6 separate regions of the Mus musculus genome follow, and regions 1, 2, 3, 4 and 6 are each linked to region 5. Evidence: chromatin contacts called from public Hi-C, HiChIP or PLAC-seq and promoter capture Hi-C data. All regions are on one chromosome and are shown on one strand. Each heading gives the region's core, a stretch centred on a gene start, on an enhancer-like site or on the middle of the called end of the contact. The rest is flanking DNA. Distances are from core to core; before and after follow the strand shown.

Region 1 (3,539 bases), core at 425-2,924, 3.0 Mb after region 5:
AGCGAATATATTTCTCTGTATTTTGTGTTTTCAATTAAAGCAAATTATTCATGTTCTCTTGCAAAGTTTCTCATGGACCCTACTGAGAAACCTGCCTAAACAGAATCACAAATAAACTTTTCAAAAAAATTAATTACTCGGGGATTTGAGAGCTGTATATACAGTGGACTAGGAAATACTGAGCTGATTGACACTCTCCCCCCCCCCCCTTTTAAGGCTACAATTAAAGGCCGAATGAACAGGCTTTTAAATTGACTTCTAAGCTAAGGGTAAGTTAAAAATATACAGGATGTCTGGAGGTTCTGTATCTTGTTCTTCCTTTGCCATCAGTCAGAGCTCTGAAAAGTAGCAATGGAATTCTCTGAAACCTCATAGCTGGCCAAAACAGCAGACGTGCATAAAGACAGAAAAAGAAATCCCGATGGCTGCCGAGAGGGCTGTAAAACCGCAGAGGCTTATTTGCAGCCTTGGTTCGGAGCAGCTGCCCGAAGAGCTGACACCGCAAACAACGTTTACAATCATCTATCTCCCTGTAAGGCAACTGGTGAGCTCAGCTTGCTTGTCTGTGTTCAAGAGAAAGAGAACAACGAGGAGGAAAGAAAAAAAGAAAAGACAAAAAGGAAAAAAAGAGAGAGAGAGAGAATTGTGGGGTCCAGCCAGACTCTACTTTCCCTAGAGGAGCGAAGCTGCTCCCTAGGGCAGACACCGGCTCTGGCAGCAAAACAAAGGCGCCTCCATTCCAGAAGGGACTGCCCGGCTGCGAGAAAACTACTCCGGGCCCTCGGTGCTGCGGTCCCCTTTGTTTCGTTTCCAGATCGCAGCAAAGGAGGAAGAGGGAAGCCTGGCGTGGGAGACACGCGAGGCAGCGGGAGTCCGGGCGAGGGGCGGAGGAGCCCCGCACCACTGCGCGAGCGCGCGCTGGGGAAGGTGGCCGGAGTTGCAGGGACTTTGTTTCAATCAGAGAACCACTAATCCCACCTGCAACCCAATCCCCGAGACTCGTGAACCCCGCCAACCATCCGGCGAGGCACGCAGGATAGGGCAGGGCGGTCCCTGGGCCACTTACACTCTTATCCAGCTCGATCTTCACCTTCTTCTGAGAGATGCTCTTCTGGATCCTTTTGCTGAAGCTGGCGTTGCCTGCCGCGCGCCCGCACCGCTCACCGTCCTCCCGCAAACAACAGAGTTGCCCAGGGCCGGGACCGGCCGCTCCAGGTGGCCCAGAAGCTGACACTGCACCGGCACCGGGTACCTCTGCCCCACCGCCGGCTGCGTTCCCATTCCCCGCCGAGGCGGCGGCAGCCGCAGCAGCGACCACCGCGGCCACGGCGGCGGCCGCGTCCCCGCCTCGGCTCATCTCCTCCGGAGTGAAGCCGTTCATGTCTGCCAGTTCGGGGGCGCCGGCGCCGCTACAGAGCCCCGCTCGCCGCGCCGCTCCGCCTCCTTCCCCTGGGCGGCCGTTCACTCCGCACCCCAAGTCTGGTGGCGGCACGGTCCGACGCCCAGAGTCCAGGGCCGGCCGGTCTGTCGGTGCTGGAATAGCTACCAGGTCCTGTGACTGTGATCAGGAGTGAAGTGGCGCCTAGAAAGGAGACCCCACTCACTGTCACATGGAGACTTCAGCAGTTGGACCGCAGCTCCTCCGCCTCCTTCTCAACCCCAGAACCTGCGCGAGGGAGACGCCCCTCCTCTGGCCCCGCCCCACACCTGCCGCGCGGCCCCACGGGAATGGTAGTTCTTGATCGAGGAGCTAACTTGCGCTCTGTTCTGATTACGTGCGGGACCAGCGGGACAAACTACTCATCCCAGCATGCGTCGCGTGGCGAGCCACCCCTAGTTTTTTTTTTTTTCCATTCCAAGCACCGGGCAAGTCTGACTGTGAGGTCAGGCTTTTACCGTGTTTTCTCGCCTCTATTCTCTCCTGCGAGCAAGGGCTGGTTTTAGCTCCTCTTGTTTCGCAAAGTTAGTGTTCAGACCGCCAGCTGACTCCTGGGAAGAAGCATTAATGGTGTGTGTGTGTGGGGGGGTGGGGGGTGGGGGGGGGTAGTAAGAATTAAGTGAGAAAAAGTTTACGGGCTGTTTGGTATTTATTGAAAGAAAACTCGGGATACCTAGCGCTCTTTAGGCGGAGAGTCCTTCATCTCCATCTCCATACCGCAGCTGACTTCTAGAGCGTGGCAGGTCCTTGGCATACTCGTGTGCCGACGGGTTGGCAGGCATCGGGCTGCTTGTCGCCTCTACTGCCACTTGGATTCCTTTCAAACGGATCTAAGAGGGTTTAAGACCATTTAAAGGAAGCACACTAGTATCACGTCTGCAGACTACTCATCAAAACTTAGCCCTGGCTGTAGGGGACGAGGATCGAGAAACCTCTTTTCTTGAGTCATATGCATGCGTACATGTGTGCTTGTGTGTGCCGCGGGTGTGTGTGTGGGGGGGGGGGGGGTTGCGCGCGTGCGCGCCTGGGTACGTGTTTGTGCTCGCGTAATGTGTATTTTTGCCTGTGCCTGTGGTGGGCGGGGTGGAAGAATGGGCGTGGCCATGCCAACCCTGAACCTCTGATAATTATTAGACTTAAGCTTAAGCAAAAATAATTTATTTCAAGTGGAAGAGTTTTGAGAAAGCCTGTTTTAGATTCAACCAATTCAGTGACGATTATATATATATATATATATAATCGTCACAGAGGTCATGAAAAACTTAGGCCCAAGCTTTCACACCTTTAATCCAAAGAGACAAAGCCAAGCAGATTTCATTGTTCAAGACCAGCTTGGAACAGAGCAAGTTCCAAATAGAGAAAAGTTTAAATCCAGTCATGGTAGAACATGCCTTTAATGCCAGCATTAATGATACAGAGCCACACATATCTCTGAGTTCAAGGTCAATATTCAGAGCAAGTTCCAGGACAGCTAAGCTTAGGCTGGGAAGGAGTTGGAAAACATAAAGTTGGTAATAGAATAAGAAGGGGCCACATTCCAGCCTCAGCAAGTAGCAGAACTCAGGTGCTCCGGCTATGTGGCTGGCTTTAGAGTCAAGAATAGAAGGCACCACTAGGACAATTGATGCTGGCTAGCTGGAGCTAAGAAATTAGCAGTGATTACGAAGAGATCAATACCACAGAGGTGAAATCGTCTGGGAGTTGTTTTCTGAAGGCAAAAGAAGCTGTGTTTCCGAGATACCCAAGTTTGTACCCTGTACTGCAGCTGTACTTGGTAATGTATAAGTGTCACCCAAGTGGTAGTGGTTTTGAAGGTATGAAGGGGTCATGAAGAGCAGCTGTGAGAGGCCAGGGAAGACCATTGGTGAAAGTGCAGCCTCAGTTGTTGATGGGTTAGGACTGAAGAGGTTATGCAAAGGATTTGAGGCGTGGCACCATGAAGAGAGCCTATGAGAGGTGAAACTTAGTTGCAGCTGAAGGCCCCTAACATATTGGAGATGCCAGTACCATAGAATGATCACCAAGAACAACAGCAACAGTGGAGTGGAGTCAATCTGCTACAGAGAATGCTACAGAGGGCAGAGCTGGAGAAGTGACACAA
Region 2 (3,835 bases), core at 1,233-3,732, 2.1 Mb after region 5:
GAATGTGAGAGAACATTGCTTTCAGCAGTTGGATTTTTTTGTTGCTGTTGATGTTTTGTTGTTGTTGACTTAAGTCAAAGTAGATACAAATGTAAGGGTAATGCTTTTCTGGACAACTCTGCATGCAGAGAAAAGGAAATTCAAAGATAAAACCAACCAAATACAGCTTACATGCTTTGTCGCAGTGGTATTTTAACCATATACTTGCAAAATGTAGTGATGTTTAAAGACAATGTTGAGCCAACCTGGAGTTTGCCTTCTGTCCTGGAACTGAAATAATGTAATTATCTTTGTTTCCAGTACAAAGTTGTTAGTGTTTCATTTGGAGAATCTAATTGGTTTTTTTTTTTCTCTCTCTCCCTCTCAAAAAACTATTTCCTTAAAATATATACCACAGTATACATATATGAACTTTAAAATTGCTTTCTCTTAGGAAAAGGAAGTATTTATTACAAAGCTCACTTTTATAGTATATCTCATGGCTTGACCACATCCCCTCCCAAATTAGTCCATATTTCTGTATACTTAATTTATCCTGTCACGAGCCTGAAAATAGTATGTCTTCATGAATCTTAACTTTGAATTTCCTCCTTTTCGTTGCATGTAAATTACCAACTACATCCTAGTTTTAGATCAGACTTAAGCTTGTATTTTGCATGTTAAAGCTATAAACACTACAGTAATGCTGGAAAGAACCCACAGCTGTGGTTCTGCAATTGCCTAATTACTGAAATTATAAATCATAGCTAAATGTGCTTATGTAGACTTGTCTTTCTGTCTTAGGGAGTGAGCTACTTTATGTCCAAGGGTATCCTAGATGATTCGCCAAAGGAAATAGCAAAATTTATCTTCTGTACCAGAACACTAAATTGGAAAAAACTGAGAATCTATCTTGATGAAAGGTAAAGCAAAATTAAATTTTTATCAGAAATGAGTTAAGTAATATGTTAACTTTATTTTAAAAGCTATAGTACATAGAATAATCTAGTTGCAAAATTGAGTAAAAATATAAGAAAGATTATTATATCTTACAATTGGTTTGACTTTTTTGTTAACATGTTGCTAAAAGGTTGCCATTATAAAAGTAAAAAATGGCTGTGTATGGCTTGACACAGCTGTTCTCACAGCACACAGAAGCTGAGGCAGAGGTTCCCAAATCTGTTGCCAGCCAGAACTGGAGAGAGAGAGAAACACTATGATAGCCCCAACGTCCCTGGGATAGCAAACTAAAAGCAGACAACTTGGTAGAAGTTGCAGCCCTGACTTTTTCTTCATAGTTACTCATGAGCTAAGTGTTCAGGTAATCAGAAGTTCTAAATCCCAAAACTGCCCATTTAAAAATTCTATTGTAAAGACAAATTGTAATATTCAAAACCTAAGGACTATACGGATATGCATATAGTCACATAATGTTGCAGAGAGTGATTATATGAAGCCTGAAAATTCTACCAAAGTGAACCTGGAGAGATGGCTCAGTTAAGACAACTTGTTGCTCTGCAGAGAGAGGGTCCGGGTATAGATCCTAGCATCCACACGGTGGCTCACAAATCCAGTGCCAGAGCATTCACCTTCTCTGTCCTCAGTGGCTACTGTATGCACACAGCGCCCAGACAGGCATGCACACAAAACATCCTTACACCTTTTAAGTCTAAAGACGTGACGTTTAATATGCAATCACGTAGGTAGAGATGATGGATGAGATGACATTTTCATCAGAGAGATACTCACCTGTGCCCTTCATTCAAGTTAAATGCACACATAAGAATACTCAGAGGAGCATCTACACCAGCATGCTGGTCATGAAAGAAATCTCCTATGGAAGGTGTTGTCCTTAACTACTTTGTATTTAAATGCTAAGGACCTAGAGATTGGTACTTCTTTGTAGATCTTTCTGTAAATATTTAGTTTTGCTGACCTTATGATCTCTGTTGCCTTTGCTTATAACTCTGCCGTTTGTATTGTGTAAGCAGACACAGGCCAACTATAAACAAAGCAGTATGGTCCTGTTCCATTAAATCTATTTACAAACACAAGCAGTAGGTCAGAGTTTGCCCACTGGCTATATTTGCCTAGCCTTGTCGTAAGTAATTGATCAAAATGAAGACTGTGATCATATAATCAAGTTTGAGTTCAGTAACAGTTGAAGAATGTTGTTACAAAGAGTCACACTGCATATTACATGCAATAGGTTAAAATATATAACATACATATGTTTACATATTATACAATATTGATACAATTATAAACACATATATATCCATAGAATTACTATGCCCATATGTTTGGATGGTGAGTAACCACTAAAAAATGATGTGAGTCTATTTCTAAACACAAACTGTTTACAATAAACTATCAGGAGGAAGAGCAGACTGTAAGACAGTGTATACTCTATGTGAATACATGGCTAGCTCTTAGCTCTGAATGTGTGCTTTAGTACAATAGAGGAAGACTCATTACTATTTAAAAGACATCAACTCTAGGGCTCTTTGGACATAGATCAGAGGGCACTTGGAAAGAAATAGCAGGGAGGTTGTTTGTCTGTGTGTAGATTAGACTAGCTTTGAACTTATGATCCTCCTGCCTCAGTTTCATGAGTGTCACCACACCAGCTGAGCAATATTTGCAATACTTGAAATCTTACGTTCTTCATAGAATTGTGTATTTTACTTTATTGTGCTTTATTTTAGCCTATTTGAGAAGTTCAAAATAGCTTAACTTTGTAAATAATCAAACTTAATTGTTTTAAAGGGTAAGGATAAAATATACTGATATCTTAACCAATAATCAAGTACTTTTATACAAAATGATATTATGATTTTTTTCTCTTTTTTTAGGAGAGATGTCTTGGATGACCTTGTAACCTTGCATAATTTTAGAAATCAGTTCTTGCCGAATGCACTGAGAGAATTTTTTCGTCATATTCATGCCCCTGAAGAGCGTGGGGAGTACCTTGAAACTCTTATAACCAAGTTCTCACATAGGTTCTGTGCTTGCAATCCTGACCTCATGCGAGAACTTGGCCTTAGTCCTGGTAAGGACAGCTCAGTGTTCGTGTGCGTGTGCATGTGTGTGTGCATAAGTCTACAAATGCTAACTACTTGCTTACCTGTTGCACTGTGTGGATAGAACACTCAGGAGGACATGTACTTACCCTTTGCACAGGAAATGCATAGCTTTATGAAGAAAGTTGATTAATTCTTTAGTTATTCTTATTTGTTATTTTTGCCAATGACTGTAAAGGTTATGTTGAAGCTTTTAATAAGCTGCATATGGATGACAATATATTTCTACTAAAATTTATTTTTAATACAATTAGTTTTCACCGTGTATATACTTATGTATGCTGTGCTCTCTCAACTTTCATAAGTGTATGTTCATTTTACAAATTTACTTGTATCTTTGTATTAAGAATTGTGCATTACTCAAAGATTACAAAACATTTACCTGTTATGTGATATTTGCTGAACATGTTCATAAGATACAATACTTAGCTGTCTTTAAGACTGCAGAATTCTAAAATGTAAATAGCATAGCAACTATCATGATAGAAAACTACTTTGTTGCATGTACTAGCTCAGTCAGCACAATGTTTTCCCTAAAGATTAATTTTTAGAGTTAAAGTGCAGATTGCACCCACTTTAAAGGCATATCTCTCCAATGAGAATAGGAATTTAATGATCTTAAAAATTCTTTGCATTCGATTTTTAGTACCATGGTAATATATTTCATATTGTTAAATATGCTTTCAAATTAAAATGAGTTTTTGTAAAAAGCTGGGCGTGGTGGTGCACGCCAAAGCATTCTTTAAACATAAATATCCTGACCTTTTTTTTAT
Region 3 (3,677 bases), core at 35-2,534, 2.0 Mb after region 5:
AACCCAGCTCAATTTCGTAGCTGCTACAGGTCTTTAAAAACATGTCACAGGACTCCAAAATCATTTTGCCCAGGATAAAGTAACTAGCCTTTAATAATCACAGTGGATAGCTAGGATTTTGAAATTCCGCTTGACATATCTAAAAGACAAACTTTAAGATAAAGGGATACAAATCTGTAGAAACTAAACTTACAAAATCTCTCCGTAATAGATACTAGGAAAATGCTGTTGTAAGATCCGATGAGGGAACCGCTGTGTTCACGCATAAAACATTGTTAAAATGCTTGCAAATAATTCTGTAAAACAGTCTAGTGTAGCAGTAAGTCTAGAATACATATGTTAAAATTAGTTTTCTTTTCATACAGAGCAATCATAGGCCTCAAAGTAGATGGAGAATTCTTTTTTTTTTTTTTTTTTGGGGGGGGGGAGACACCATGAAGATGAAAACAAAGAGAACACGAAGGAAGGAGTACTTTTTCTATTCCGGACAGTCTTTTGAAGCTAGATGTATTTTTGACGGAAAGAAACTTAAAGGCATCTACAAAACAATTCAAAGAGGGCAGACTCCGATTCATTCTACTTGATGCCTTCCAAAACCATACCAGCTGGTACACAAGCAAGTCCCATCTCGAATTCCCTTTCTGCCTCTAAATTTAAAGGGATGAAAAGGTAGACCTGATCATTCGCCTACAACCCAGGAACCTCGGTGAGGACAGCAGAAGGGCCACCTTCGTCCAAGCCAGAGCACAGCAGGTCCACGAGCTCTGGCTCAGCCAGCAGCCCCTAAGCAAACTGAAAGGTTCCCAAGGCTACCGTACCAACACAGAAAGAAGAAGGGAGCACTAGAAACCCGAGAACGTGGCGGGAACCGGGTCTGCAGCCCCAGAGCCTTACGCCCGCGCCTCGGGTCGCCCCTCGTGCCGACGGTTTGTTTTTAGAACTCAGAGTTCGAGCCGAGAGTTCGAACAGCGGCTAAACATTCCGAGCCAGAGGCTGCCCCAAATGCTGGCATTCCTAGATGCAGATTCCACACTCCGTTCGCGCAGCTTCTTCAGGATACTCTACTGTCGTTAAAGTCTTATCAATTACATGTCTTTTATTGAATGTCACATTTCAAATTAGCATAATTTTGATGGCCAAAGCAGTTCAGAATGAGAAGCGGAAAAGTAAAGACTTTTTGGCGAATCTGAATGAGGAAAACGGAAATCTTTTTCCTTTAAGGAGCCGCTCCTCGACGTCACTTCCGGCAACAATAGGAAACGTCAAAACCTTGCAAGGTCCGCCACTCGGGCTTCTGCAGGCAGAGGTGCTGTGACTTCGCGGGAGTCTGGGGCGGCTTCTGGTTCCCTCGCAGCCATCGTGTTCTCCAGCGCGAACACGTGCGCTCTGGACAGGCCTCTCCATGGCTTGGGCACCAGTTCCCGGCTGAGCCATTTTCTTCTCGGCTGACAGCCCCCGCCCACAGGCCGAGTCGTCGCGGCGGCGGTGGAGATCCCAGGTCGCTCAGGTACTCGCGTCGGCACAGAGGCTTCCAATGCCTTGCTTCTTCCGCCCGCCCGGACGCTCTCACTTTTCTCCTCCGAAGTGAGGGGTAGGGATGCTTGCCACTTGATAGCCCTGGCCCAGCAAGCAACAGTTTAGGACCAATGGGTACTGTGAGACATTTTGAGTGACAGCAGCGGTGGCTTATTAAAATGGTGTATCAGAATCGAGAGGCGGGTGTGAGTCTCTTCTGTTTCTAGGCCATTGGTATAGAGGTCGATTTGGGACTCGCGGTAGCGACGTGGTGTCGTCCCTCTTGAAAGATGACAAACGGTGGAGGTTACTTTCTTCAGTTTCACGTATTGCTTTTGTGGTGGTTACAGCGTCGTTCGATGCCAAGGCACGCTTCATTTCTTACGGCGTCCCCTTAATACGAATTCAAACATATCCAGTTTAAGACCTCCGCTGATTGCTAGTTGCTACAGTCTCCAAACAGACTGTAAAATTGGTTCAACACTTTCCTTTTCGTTTTGTTTTTCTGTGGCTACGCTCCACTTTCCACATCGTATTACTCAGTACACATTGTCTAGACAAAAACCATAGAAGTTTGCAATTCTTACTCGATATATTTCTGGTTTATTTTTCGTTCTGTATTTACTAATTAATAATTGTGACTACTTAATTTATAAATGAGACATTTATTTGTAAAGACCCCCACCCCGCGCGCGCGCCATATTCTCTTCATTACCCTCAATACTGCAATTGAATACAAACTGTTGTTCATGTCAGTGTTTGCACTCCGTTTTTGTTTGTATTTTGAGACAAGGTCTCCTGTGTACTCCAGGCTGGCTCAGAATTCACTGTGTAGCCCCGACTGTCCCTAGCTAGCAATCCTTTTTCTTGGCCTTCCAAAGGCTTGGAAGTATGGTTTTGCAACAGGTCACTAAGTACTCTTCTCTTTGCTTTGGTTCTTTGGACTTTGGCACTTTCACTCCGACGAGAAGAGCTTCCGGCTACCTTTGTGAAAGGTTTTTGTTGTTGTTGTTGTTGTTTTTGTTTTTGTTTTGTTTTTACAATGTAGAGCAGGTCTCAGAATGAACAATAAATAAATTTATTATTTTCAGGTTAATTCAGAAACTTCTTGCTTATACAGTTTTTCTAAATTAACAATTACCTAAGTATCGTCATTAGTTTCATATTGCTGGTTTATGATTATCCCCAAATTTAATGCAGCTTAAAACAACAAACATGTACTATCTTGGTTTCTTTGAGTCAAGTATCAGGGCAACGTTCAACAGAGTAGTTCAGCTTGTTTCTTGAGGTCGTAGTTAGGCTGTGTTTGGGACTTGTGATACTATTGAGAGACTGCACTGAGATGGACTAAGGGTGCACTTCCAAGTGCATGCACATAGTTGCCAGCTGCCCTAGATTCTCCGCTAAGTGGGTTTTCTTCAGAAAACCCCCTTAGAGTATAGTATGGCTGTTGATTTCCCCTACAACAGACAAGCTGGGAGAAAGCATCCAACTGAGGGAAGATAACTATATTTTATAATCTAATCTTAGAAGTGATATCCTATCACTGCTATCATAGTGTGTTTGTTAAGAGTCTTTAACCCAACCCACATTAGAGAGGCAGAGGATAGATAACACAGGAGGCAAAATCGATGGAAGCCATTTTAGAGGCACCTGGAACAAATTCCGTGCCTGATAACTTTTAGCAGTTAAAAGTAATCACTACATAAGAATATCTTAGCCAAAGTATGTCCAAAAGAATTTAATTCTGACAAGGAAAAAAAAAAGCCTGATTTTGAAGTAACATGTGAATTATACTAGTATCAGCTCCTCCAGAAAAATAATTTAGAAATATTTTATATTAATTATCCTAAAGAATATTATTTAATATTGCCTGAAGGGTAGAGAATCTGAAAAGAGTGTTTGAGGTTATCTTTTACCCTTTTACATAGCTGAAATTGGGTCAAAATAAATGTATGGAAGATAGCTTTTGAGAAGGAAAGCAGTTAGGAAAAGGCTAGGGCTGGTTATAGATAAAATGCAGATCAGTGGAAAATTTCTGTTAAACCCATATGATCAAATAGGGGTGGGAAAAGTGTGCTTTGGAAATGTGCTTTGATTTTTTTAAAAAAGGATTTACATGGCAAGTGTGAGTGGTAGTGGGTTACAGAATAGGCTATACT
Region 4 (3,489 bases), core at 893-3,392, 2.8 Mb after region 5:
GGGGGAGGCTAAAAGTAGCACCTTCTGATCCCTAAATCCTGAGGCTGCAAGTGAACAGATAGCTTCTCTATCCCCAGCCCTATCTTTCTGTGGATTCTTCTTCTATCTCCCAACGCCCTGAAAGTCTATTTCCTGAGGCAGCCAAAAAACACCTTTCCTAAGTTTTTTATCTGTGATTGGACAGGACATAATCATCTTACCCAGTCTACCTGTTCCCGAGGCCTAAATGTTTTTATAAACAAGTTTTTTTTTAATGTATCAAATGTCAGAGGCTTTAACTACCAATATTTACTGATTCAGGGTACCCCTCCTGCTGAAAATGTAAACAGAATTCTCCACCACATTACCTCTACTTCTTTAAAACCACTCTCCTTGTACCCCAAGCTGCAGACCCACCGAAGCTGGAAAGCAGAGCCCTATGTAGGTCACTTTGTTCTGCCATCAAACTCAAGCCTCTGAGCTAACCAGCAAGACTAGGTCCAGCTACTCCCCATCCTGAATTTGCTCTGTCTTAGTTGACCCTCTGCTGGGGGCTGGCCTGGAAAACTGACCCCTTGCAAACAGAAGAAAGGCCACAACCTTTAAGTTCTCCCCCTCTCCCACCACCCAGCTCTAAAGTCTTTTTTTTTCCTCCGTGAGATTACCACAGGGCAGTTAGGTCTCAGCTCGGGTACCCTGGGAGCAAGAAGATGGGCTCTCCGATTCCTTCTGATGTGGCCTTCCAGACAGAATAACAGCCAGACAGACTCTAGGGACATGGGAAGGACTGTCCATGCAGGATTCTTAACTTGGGGTTCTCTTTAATGTCTGGGACCAGAGTGCTTCTGCCTCCAAAAAGCGATGCCAACGGTGGGAGTCACTTGTGTCCCCTCTGCTTGCCTCCTCAGGTCCAAGGCCAGCTATCGGTGTGATCAAATTTACAGCCTAAGGGCTTCTGTTGACACCCTATTACACAGGGACCTTCTTCGTGTGAGTGAAAAGAAGAGATCCTCATACAGGCCAGCCGGAGGGTGGTTTTGCCTCCTTCCACTGACCGCCCCTATCCCGCGCTGCTGGGGAATCTCCTAGGTGCCCCGAGGCCCGCTAACTTACAAGTGGAGATCCATTTTCCGTTCTAATGCGTTCAAGATCGCCAAGGCAAGCAGTCTAAACATCCACGAGCCTTCCTCCCTGCCTGTCTCTTAAACGTCCGTTTAATGGCTCCCCTCCGATAACTAAACCTGCTTTCCACAGATGCCCGCTTTTATGAGGGAGGCAGGAATGCAGAGATATATTTATATGTTTGTTCATAAAAACTAGAAAATAAGCTCCGAACACGCTGTAAAAACTATTCAGTTACTTACCAAACAGGCTAGTTAAGCAGGAGGAACACGGATATTCGCCACACCACAGATTCGAGAAATCGAGGTGCCCCACTTTGAAAATCTTCGCAATCTCTGTTAGGGTTGCTGCAAATGAGTGTGGGCACAAACTGAAGGTCTCATCCGCGTTCTCTGCAAGTTGTCATCCTAACTTGGGTCATCCACTTCAGTGCCTAAGCAAACAGGCCACTGCAACTTTGCCAAAGTGTGCCGGGTCAGAGGAGCGCTGGCGCTCTAGCCTGGTCAAAGAGACTCGGCTCACTCCCAATCGCACCTTAATGGGATTCCATACCGCCACCTCCAGACTCTTGTCGCCACCACCACCCACCCCAAATCCCCTCCCCAGCCCAGCACAAAACTATAGGAGACTGTCGGCTCAGTTTTCTGCCTCGGTTACCTACAAAACACTTGAAAAGGCATAATCTGCGTTCCTTTCTCTATTCACCCCACCCCTGTAATCAGAAAAGAAAGCGAAATAATACTGTACCTGGTTTAAGATTCTTCAGTATTGGGGGGAAATATTTTAATAGCGAAGCATCTGTTAAACACTTGCATTAACCTATGGCTGATAAAAGGGTTTTTTTTTTACCCTGCCCCCCCCCGTTTTAATTATCTTATGGTTATGAGTGGACAACCAATCCTAGAAGAGGACCTCGGCAATTAGCAACGTGAACATCAAAAAGTTTTATTGCGGAGAGCGCGAGGCGCCGCCCCCGCCGCCCCGGGATTGGCGTGAGGAGCCTCTGACGACATATATTAACCCGAGCGGCCCTAAAGATGTAGCTGTACATGGAGATCTTGCTGGGAAAATCGGCTTGCTCCCCTCACCGCGTCCAGCCCAAGAGAACCGCCGCCGCTGCCACCCAGGAGCTTCCGCGGCCACTGTCTGAGCACACCCCTCCGAGAGTCCATTCGCCGCTTCCCAGCTCCGAGGTGCCTTCAAGGGCCCAAGATTCTTGTCCGGAGAGGAGAGGATCTTAGAAAATGGATGCGCTGAGACCTCTCTGCAAAGCCTCCGAGAGAGCCTGAGGAGCGAGGACGGACACGTTCCTTACAGCTTTAAAAACAAATCACACTCAAGGACCAAAACAACAACCAAATAATTTTTATTAAAACAATAAGCGCCCAAGAACCCAGATCGAGCTGGTGGGGGAGGGGAAGGGGCAGGAAGGGGGAGGGTCGCACCGAGGTAGCTCCACGCTAAGCTGCGACCCCGCCGCCTCCCGGCACAGCCGGGCCGGCTCCTGCAGCCCCAGCTTGGACTCGCCCCGGATTCCAGGTCATCTTCGGAGTCAGGAGTCCCGTGGCCGGCGTCTGCGGGACTGCCTCGCGGGAGCCGGCCGGCACTTTTGCATGAGCACCGGAGCGCTCTGCCTGGTCGCTGCAGCGGGGAACGCGGGAGCCGGCGCGCGGGCTGTAGAGCTGGGCGGGCGGCGGCGGCCAGCAAGGGCGCACCGTGCCGGGACCAGCTCGCCGCGCCCCATGGGGAGCCGGCGGCCGCGGCACAGCTGAGGCGGGCCCGGCGGGCCAGGCGCGGGCCCCGGGCTGCAGCGGCCCCCTCTGCGGCTGCAGGGCCGGCCCGGGAGCCCGGGGGTTGGGGGGTGGGGGGTGGGGAAGGCCGCCGATCGCCGAGGTCGGAGCCCGATCGGAGGGCGCGGCGGGGCTGCGCGCACGCTGGGGCGCGTGGAGGGCCACGGAAGGCGAGATGAGTCTGGTGGGGGGCTTTCCCCACCACCCCGTGGTGCACCATGAGGGCTACCCATTCGCCGCAGCCGCCGCCGCCGCTGCCGCCGCCGCCGCCAGCCGCTGCAGCCACGAGGAGAACCCCTACTTCCACGGCTGGCTTATTGGCCACCCGGAGATGTCGCCCCCCGACTACAGTATGGCCCTGTCCTACAGCCCCGAGTACGCCAGCGGTGCCGCGGGCCTGGACCACTCCCATTATGGGGGAGTGCCGCCCGGCGCCGGGCCTCCCGGCCTGGGGGGGCCGCGCCCGGTGAAGCGCCGGGGCACCGCCAACCGCAAGGAGCGGCGCAGGACTCAGAGCATCAACAGCGCCTTCGCCGAGCTGCGCGAGTGCATCCCCAACGTGCCCGCCGACACCAAACTCTCCAAGATCAAGACACTG
Region 5 (3,550 bases), core at 44-2,543:
CACAAGATAATCTGGAACGCAGCACCTGATTATAAGCACATGCCATATGTCAGAGCCAACATGCACTTTCCACAATTATCTGAAATCCATACAACAATCCTTCCAGTGACTTTCTTCACTTACAACAAATGTTAACACCTGCGACTGCAAGAAACCTGTTTAAGATCACAATGTTTAATATGTTTCAAGTTTATCTAGGTCACCACAGAAGGTGATGGCAGGGCCGGTATCTAAGCTACGTCTATTTAAATCACCAATAGTACCTAACAAAAAGTGTTGGGGATAAAAATGAAAAATCAAAAGCAGCAGCAGTAGTAAGAGGAGACACTTACTGGTGATTCTGACAAACAAATTAGTAAACCAAGGCTAAAAGAACGGGCAGATTGTAGAGGACAGTTCACACAGAGCATACAGGAATTAAAACCACTGCGTGAAAGATAAAAGTGCCAGAAAAATGGAGGGAAATGCTATAAATAAAACAGGCAGTACGGGAAAAGAACAGTCATTTCGAAATTCTATTTTTAATGTCTCCTAAGACTTATTCAGGTTGCTGGCTAAAGAATGACGTTAAAAATAACAAGAAACTGGGATGTTTAAACCGCCCCTGTGCATCCTGCACATCCTAACTTCAAGGCAGCAGCTGCCAAGTAGTGTGTCCACGAGGGACAGACAGACGTCTTCAGGGACTGTCAAAGAGAACCAACTGGGGCTGGACGTGACACCAGAGCCACCCACCGAGGCGCCTGGATGGACACCCAGGCCAGGGGGGACTGGGGACTGGCTGAGGTCCCCACGCGCGCTTGCAGGCGGGGAGGCGCCGGGCGGAAGCGCGGGTGTGGGTGTGCTGTTGTGTTGCTCCCTCATTGGCCCGGGTGGGTGAGGGACGTGCAGAACAGGAAGGAAGGGGAGCGCTGACCCAGGCCACTCGGGAGACGACCGCGCAGGGCTGGGGTCTGAGGGCCCCGGGACGCGCGTCCGCGGAGTGGACGGCCCGCGGCGAAGCCCTCGGGGACCGCGCACACAGCCCCGGGCGGGGCCGGCCGGCCGGCCGCACTCACAGCATGATCCGCGAGACGTGCAGCCGCACTGGGACGCTCCTGTCTTTGAAGGCGGTGGTGATGAAGCAGCCGAAGGTGAGCGCCGCCATCACGCTCAGCGAGAAGGCGAACAGGGAGTTCGCGCGCGACAGGACGGTGTTCATCGTGGCGACCTTTCCCTCCCGGGCCCCGGCTCCCACACTCGCACTTCAGGCTCTGCTTCCCGCGGCCGACCAGTCCCCGCCCACCCGCGCATCGGGTGCGCACGTCCCGCCCCGCCCCCTTTCCGGTCCTCCGACGGGAGCGCGCACGCTCCCACACCCTCTGGGTCCCACCCACTGGGCGGCCGTGCACGCGCCGGAAGGCGGTGCTTTCAGTGAATCCGCCAATCATCAAAGAGCACGGGGGTTGGGCTTTGCCACGGGGGTGTGGGGGGAGACCCGCCTCCTCCACTGCTCAGTTGTTCCATGGCCTCTGTGGCTTGGTAGGGAAGTAGCATTTTGCGAGTTGACCTTCAGTTAAGTTTATAGGGACAGCGGCCCCTTAACTGTTCTGTGGTAGTCACTTTTCAAAACGCGTGGTCCCAGCTCACCTCTATCAAAGCTGGTAAAGTTGGACATTTTTGGAAAGGAGGAAAAATGAAATCAATCAGGCACCTAAATAGCAGTCAGGGACACCAGTGTTGGTATGCAGCCTTCGCACTAGACAATTAGTCAAATCCCTGTTGCTTTGCTTTCAACAGAGAACCGAACCTCTACTTAAGTTACGTGTTTTATACCACAATCCCAAATATTTCCACTTATCCAAAATAGGTTGTTGTACAACAGCTGCTGTAAACCATGAAACGGTGTTAATGAGAAACTGATATTGATTAAACTCCTCTCAGTCATTACCATGCAATTAATTTTCATACAGCATACAGGCAGGATCATTAAGAATTGCCTAGTGCATATTCTAGGCCTCGAATGGAGAGTGTAACAGAATAGACCCTGGCTCAAATAGAATAGAGCCAATAAATGAAATATGTAGCAGTTATAGTCAGAGTGGTCTTTAGATGTGTTTAAAACCTTGGTTATTCAATCTCTCGGGTAGCCACACTGTATTCAGTGAAGGAAGGTTTTAATAAATAGTTACTGTGCTGCAAGTGAGACACAAAAGTATATTGATCACTTTGTATAAACCCTACTGAGGTTTATAACTGAGTAAAGTTATCAAAATCAAAGCAGCAGCTTAAATTATAAAACAGGTATAAATACTGAGGGATGCTACATAGTGCTAGAGACAAAATGAGGAAGCCATGTATGTGGTGAGACAGAACAAATCAACCCACACACTACCTAGTATTATTACTATAGAGTAACTTAGAGAAAGGATGCCTCTTGTTACAGATGATGAGTGCCAGGATACATGCTATGAAATATACTGAACACTTAGAGGTATATGTAAGACACACCCAATAATCTGTTCCCAGTAGGTAAAGAAGTACCTGTGAAACAAAAGACTGAAGTGTACCTGGGAAAGTAATGGCCTGTTGGATGCTGTGGAGATATTTAATCTCAATTGGGGTCTTAACCCCACCTTTGATCATTCAGTTCCTGGATAAAAAGACACACACAACCTTTATATGTATATTAAACTCTAAGCAGCATAAAAGCTGGGCAGATATCCATCCTCTGTGGTATTAGAATCTACTTTCCTATCAATAACCCAGAGTTTTTACTTACTATGTTTCATGTGGGCTGCTTGTAACTCCAAGCCCACAGGGCCATGACTCCTAACCCTTGTTAACTTTCTCTTCCTCCTTTCCTCTTCTCTCTGCTTGTGCTTCTCCCAACAACAACAACACCCCCTCCCCCAGAGCCCGAGAACCATAAAACCTGCTTATGTCTCTTCTGCCCAGCTATTGGCTGTCAGTATCTTTATTCACCAATGAAATAACTTGGGGGCAAGGTCACACAGCTCACTAGGTTTAGACTCCCTCTTCTCCAAGTCTTGGGGACCCACACTTAGCATTACAATACAAGCAAATGGCCATACCTCAACAATTATAGAAAACCTGTCTGTGAATACTGTAGAGAAAAATGAAATCATGAACTTTGCACATAGTGATGCAACTAGAAAACATCATACCGAGGAAGGTAACCCAGACTCTGAAAGAGAAACTTCACATGTTTTTGTTGTTGTTGTTGTTGTTGTTTCTCATTGGATGCTCCTAGTTCCAAATTTTCCAATGTAAATGCATAGCTTGTAGAAACCAAGAAAGCAAAATAGGAGCATTAAAAGGCTGGGGAGTTGGGGAGCAATAGAGAGAGGGCTAGCAGGGTACAAGTAATCTGATCAGGGAACTGGGAAGAGGGGTTCTTAGGGAGAGAGGGAGATGTATACAGAAGGTGGGAGGATGTTAAAGAGGAAAGGCAGAGTACAGTGATCTGATAGGGGAAGGGTAAAGGTCACTTCTCCAGGGAAGGAAAAGGGGTAAATGCAAGAAGGGAGGAAGACAAGAAAAACAAAAA
Region 6 (3,792 bases), core at 962-3,461, 3.0 Mb after region 5:
GCCCACGCCTTTAAACCCAGCACTTGGGAGGCAGAGGCAGGCAGATTTCTGAGTTCGAGGCCAGCCTGGTCTACAGAGTGAGAGTTCCAGGACACCCAGGGCTACAGAGAAACCCTGTCTCGAAAAACCAAAAAAACAAAAGCAAAACAAATCAAAAAACAAACACACAAAAAACCACATTCCTTTAATCCCAGAACTTGGGAGGCAGAGGCAGGTGGATTTCTGAGTTTGAGGCCAGCCTGGTCTACAGAGTGAGTTCCAGGACAGCCAAAGCTATACAGAGAAACCCTGTCTCGAAACACCCCCCCCCCCAAATCATTTAAAGTGGAAGATCCACTTTTAACCCTGATTTTTTTTGAGGCAGGAAGATCCATCTTTAATATGGGCCACACCTTCTTCTAGCAGCCTTATAAAGGACATGAAAAAAGAATGCTTGCTTGCTCTTGCTCTTCCTAGAAATTACTTCACTGCCATTAGAGCCTACTTCTTCAGGATTCTGCTTATACTGAAAACCATGTGGGACATCCAGCCTTGTGGACTGAACAACTTCTGGCTTCTTGGACCTTTCACTGTTAGTCAGCCATTGTTGGACCACAGCCTATAAGTCGTTCTAATAAATCTCCTACATATAGATTCAGTCTATTGGTTTTGTTTCGCTAGAGAACCCTGGTACACGTAACACTTAAATACATGATGTAAACGTGTAGTGCATCAGTAATTTCACTTACAATGCTATTTGAATAATACACTCAGGTTTGGTGAGCTTGACTGTGCGTGTCTGGTTTATAGGTTAGTTGCAACTGTCATTTATTAGATGTAAGATTTCAGGTAGACACAATTTATAAGCATTACGATTAACAAAATTCTGACACCTTAGCCAGGTATGGTGGTACACCCCTTTAATCCCAGGCAGAAGCAGGTGAATTCTGAGTTCAAGGTCAGTCTGGAGTATTTAGTGAGTTCCAGGACAGCCAGGCTACACACCGGCCAGGAGACCCTATCTTGAAAAACCAAAACATACAACAACAAAAAGCAAACCAAAAACCAAAAAAACAAATCTGGTGGTACCCTTAAAGCGGGAAAATATGCCCCCACACCTAACTGGCACCTTATTGTTTTTATTGTCGTAGAACATAAAGGCGGACCACTGTTTGCCGGCATTAAGTATATTCGCAATGCTGAACCATCATCCATTTCCAAGAAAAACACAACGTTCAAGTCTACTTTTTAAAAAGAAAGTTAAGAACCGCTAAGTCCTTAAGCACTATCGAAAATGATCCTCACACAGGAACCAAACAGGAGGGCAGCCCCGCAAATGCAAGCAAAGTTGCTGGGGGTAGAAAACATTGAAAATCCGTGAAAACAGCGGTGCCACATACGCGTCAATCTGCGAGGGGGGGGGGGGGGAAAGAGCTCTCCACAGCCAAATCACAAGGCAGAAATGGCCTGTTAGGACCGAGCCCTCCTTCCCCGGAAAGCAGCTTGACCGGCAAGGTGAGGGACCCTGGCCTCCCACCCGCGCCCGCGAAGTGTTGGGGTGCAGTGCGGCCAACCCGCAGATCTTAGGCGGGTCAGCTGTGGAAGACGCCGTCCCGGCGCGGAGGCAGGCATGGCTCCGATCGGAGGGCGAGGGCTACTTTATTTATTTTTAAATCACTAGGGGACGCGGCTAGGAGTCCGTGAGACTCTCCGCACAGTCTGAGGCTCCCCGCCCGCCGTGCTCCGGTTCCACCTCGGCCTCATCATGGCTCCGCGCCGCGGGCTCCCCACTTTCTTCCCATTTTTTTATTTCGTGAACTCGTAGCTGAGCCCCAGGCAGGCCACGGCATCCAAACCGCGGCTGGCCTAGCGCCTTTAGTCACCTCGGAGCCATCTTTATCACCTGAAGAGTTTAGCGCCAGGCGCCCTCCTTGCTAGTTTTAAATCTGGCCGGGGCAGTTCCTCTCGGGGCCTGCCCCACCCTCATGGCCAATCAGCAGCGGGCCCGCCATTTTTCAAACGCTTTTCCTGCCGCCAATCAGGGCCGAGCAGTACATTCCTCTCTAGACCGGTTCCAACGGGTCTGGGAGTTAACGACCTGGGAGACCCACCGAACCTGCTAGGCTTAGCCTGGAGGGACGGGCCTGGCCAGACACCCACCAATCGGAAGCCTTCTCCGTGGGGGGGCGGGGACTCTCCGGGTTTGAATAATCCTCCACAGCCAATCAGAGCGGAGGGAGGTGTGGCCCGCGACTGGTCTGGTCAAGTTGCCGTGGCGCGGAGAACTCTGCAAAACAAGAGGCTGGGGATTGCGTTAGCGAGAAACCAGTTCTCGCCGGAGCTTGGGGAAGGAAGTCTCTCTGCGGAGGTCTGAGGGAAGCAGCGCTCGCAGCAGGTAAGGTTCGGCCGGGAGGCCCGGGGCTTGGCGGCCTGGCTCTTAACGCGTAGACGTGGGGGGACGTCTGCCGGGCTTCGGCGTGGCGGCTTCGGCGGCTTTAGAGGGCGGCCGAGTCTTTGGGTGAGGGCCGGGGCCATGGAGGGCGGCCAGAAAGCCCTTGAGCCCGGCCGCGTTTCTTTTTCTTTCTCTCTGTCTCTTTCTTAAAAACTGGATTGGCTGTGGGTCTCGCGGTGGCTTGTGTAAGTGTAAGGCGCGCGGCTTTTCTGTCAGGGAGGGCGCGCGGCCGGCGGCGGCTTTCGGCCTCCGGGCGAGGGGCTGAGGCGCGGGCGGGCGGGCGAGTCGGGCGGGTCGGAGCCGGCTGGGGCTGGGCTGGGCCGGGCCTGGCCGGGGCGCGCGCTCCCGCGCTCGCTCGCGGGGGCGCGCGGGGTTTAGGCGGGAAGCGGAGCGGAATCCCCCCCCTCCCCGCTGTCCCCGCTCCCCTCCCCCACGCTCCTCACTCCTTGCAGCCCCCTCCCCGCGGGTCCCCACCCCGGTCCCCGGTCCGGACACGGCTTTCTCCTCGGCAGGTAGACAGACGCCGCGCCGTCGTCATGGGCAAGGGTGACCCCAACAAGCCGCGGGGCAAAATGTCCTCGTACGCCTTCTTCGTGCAGACCTGCCGCGAGGAGCACAAGAAGAAGCATCCCGACTCGTCGGTGAACTTCGCCGAGTTCTCCAAGAAATGCTCCGAGAGATGGAAGGTGAGGGAGGGAGGGCGGGCGGCGCGCGTGCCCGGCTGCAGGCCGTTTCCGGGCTGCTTTTGGCGGGTCCCCGCGGGCGGGGGCGGGTCGGATGGGGGGGGGGGACGACAGGGACCAGGGAGCGCGCGAGCTTTTGCCACCCTGGGGACCCGAGGGTTTTAAAGGTTGGTCTCCAAGCCGAGGGCGCCCTTAATGCAAATGCCTCAGAGTTTACAGATTGACTCGACTTATTTGTTTATCCACTTTCTTTATTACTCGGACAGCTAGGAGCTTTGAAGTCCTTGCCGATTGACTCGTTTTTTCTGCCCCATAGACCATGTCTGCAAAGGAAAAGTCCAAGTTTGAAGATTTGGCCAAGAGCGACAAAGCTCGTTATGACAGGGAGATGAAGAACTATGTTCCTCCCAAAGGGGATAAGAAAGGAAAGAAAAAAGACCCCAATGCTCCGAAGAGACCACCGTAAGTTGATCTGAGAACTAACGAACCCATCGCCCCCCCAGCCCCCATCGTCCTCTATTTGTTAACTCTTGCTTCCTTGCAGGTCTGCCTTCTTCCTGTTTTGCTCTGAAAATCGCCCAAAGATCAAAATTGAACACCCAGGCCTGTCTATTGGAGATACTGCGAAGAAACTGGGTGAGATGTGGTCTGAGCAATCTGCCAAAGATAAACAACCGT

Evidence for each region. Promoter capture Hi-C pulls out the DNA fragments that hold promoters and counts their contacts. Hi-C and Micro-C count contacts between places; a contact is called where the count stands out from the background. HiChIP or PLAC-seq counts read pairs in DNA pulled down with a chosen protein or histone mark.
Region 1: a contact with region 5 is called in a promoter capture Hi-C map of pre-B cells, with 11 times the contacts expected there. The contact joins the promoter of Sap30 here to the promoter of Spcs3 in region 5. A contact is called at or near these places in 12 of 39 promoter capture datasets (the 3T3-L1 cell line, 3T3-L1-derived adipocytes, the C10 cell line and 7 more), 1 of 484 Hi-C or Micro-C datasets (CD8 T cells), 5 of 115 datasets of contacts at active chromatin or transcription factors (astrocytes, embryonic stem cells, large pre-B cells and 2 more) and 1 of 9 other capture datasets (liver).
Region 2: a contact with region 5 is called in a promoter capture Hi-C map of liver, with 3 times the contacts expected there. The contact joins the enhancer-like site here to the promoter of Spcs3 in region 5. A contact is called at or near these places in 5 of 39 promoter capture datasets (the 3T3-L1 cell line, hippocampal neurons, liver and 1 more) and 1 of 9 other capture datasets (liver).
Region 3: an H3K27ac HiChIP or PLAC-seq map of double positive thymocytes shows a contact between it and region 5, with 31 times the contacts expected there. The contact joins the promoter of Fbxo8 here to the promoter of Spcs3 in region 5. A contact is called at or near these places in 21 of 39 promoter capture datasets (the 3T3-L1 cell line, 3T3-L1-derived adipocytes, the C10 cell line and 14 more), 20 of 484 Hi-C or Micro-C datasets (CD4 T cells, CD8 T cells, the G1E-ER4 cell line and 12 more), 13 of 115 datasets of contacts at active chromatin or transcription factors (DN3 thymocytes, the SCID.adh cell line, astrocytes and 10 more) and 3 of 9 other capture datasets (adipose tissue, liver and macrophages).
Region 4: a contact with region 5 is called in a promoter capture Hi-C map of embryonic stem cells, with 5 times the contacts expected there. The contact joins the promoter of Hand2 here to the promoter of Spcs3 in region 5. A contact is called at or near these places in 2 of 39 promoter capture datasets (embryonic stem cells and hippocampal neurons), 2 of 115 datasets of contacts at active chromatin or transcription factors (astrocytes and embryonic forebrain) and 1 of 9 other capture datasets (liver).
Region 6: a Hi-C map of B cells shows a contact between it and region 5, with 10 read pairs. The contact joins the promoter of Hmgb2 here to the promoter of Spcs3 in region 5. A contact is called at or near these places in 3 of 39 promoter capture datasets (cranial neural crest, liver and pre-B cells), 6 of 484 Hi-C or Micro-C datasets (B cells, CD4 T cells, the G1E-ER4 cell line and 2 more), 4 of 115 datasets of contacts at active chromatin or transcription factors (astrocytes, embryonic forebrain, large pre-B cells and 1 more) and 3 of 9 other capture datasets (adipose tissue, liver and pancreatic islet).

Annotation. Positions count from the first base shown.
Region 1 is chr8:57,486,186-57,489,724 of GRCm38.p6, forward strand. It overlaps Sap30 (sin3 associated polypeptide), which reads right to left and starts at 1,675. Exons shown (of 4, transcript NM_021788.2): 1 at 1,067-1,675. The coding sequence starts at 1,381. 2500002B13Rik (RIKEN cDNA 2500002B13 gene) reads left to right here and starts at 1,778. Exons shown (of 4, transcript NR_126553.1): 1 at 1,778-2,008.
Region 2 is chr8:56,587,224-56,591,058 of GRCm38.p6, forward strand. It overlaps Fbxo8 (F-box protein 8), which reads left to right. Exons shown (of 6, transcript NM_015791.4): 4 at 784-902; 5 at 2,835-3,031. Among named protein-coding and RNA genes, the nearest start is that of Fbxo8, 38 kb to the left of the region's middle. Within about 2 kb of position 2,483, at least 2 of the 459 cell types and tissues checked have an H3K27ac peak or open chromatin away from gene starts, as enhancers often do. A contact at or near this core is called in liver, where this site is marked.
Region 3 is chr8:56,549,870-56,553,546 of GRCm38.p6, forward strand. Fbxo8 (F-box protein 8) reads left to right here and starts at 1,285. Exons shown (of 6, transcript NM_015791.4): 1 at 1,285-1,507. Cep44 (centrosomal protein 44) reads right to left here and starts at 697. Exons shown (of 11, transcript NM_001009951.1): 1 at 676-697.
Region 4 is chr8:57,318,841-57,322,329 of GRCm38.p6, forward strand. Hand2 (heart and neural crest derivatives expressed 2) reads left to right here and starts at 2,143. Exons shown (of 2, transcript NM_010402.4): 1 at 2,143-3,489. The coding sequence starts at 3,067. It overlaps Hand2os1 (Hand2, opposite strand 1), which reads right to left and starts at 2,019. Exons shown (of 6, transcript NR_154048.1): 1 at 1,849-2,019; 2 at 1,344-1,448.
Region 5 is chr8:54,528,705-54,532,254 of GRCm38.p6, forward strand. Spcs3 (signal peptidase complex subunit 3 homolog (S. cerevisiae)) reads right to left here and starts at 1,294. Exons shown (of 5, transcript NM_029701.1): 1 at 1,059-1,294. The coding sequence starts at 1,201.
Region 6 is chr8:57,509,632-57,513,423 of GRCm38.p6, forward strand. It overlaps Hmgb2 (high mobility group box 2), which reads left to right and starts at 2,212. Exons shown (of 5, transcript NM_008252.3): 1 at 2,212-2,374; 2 at 2,944-3,117; 3 at 3,431-3,576; 4 at 3,659-3,792. The coding sequence starts at 2,968. It overlaps 2500002B13Rik (RIKEN cDNA 2500002B13 gene), which reads left to right. Exons shown (of 4, transcript NR_126553.1): 4 at 457-631.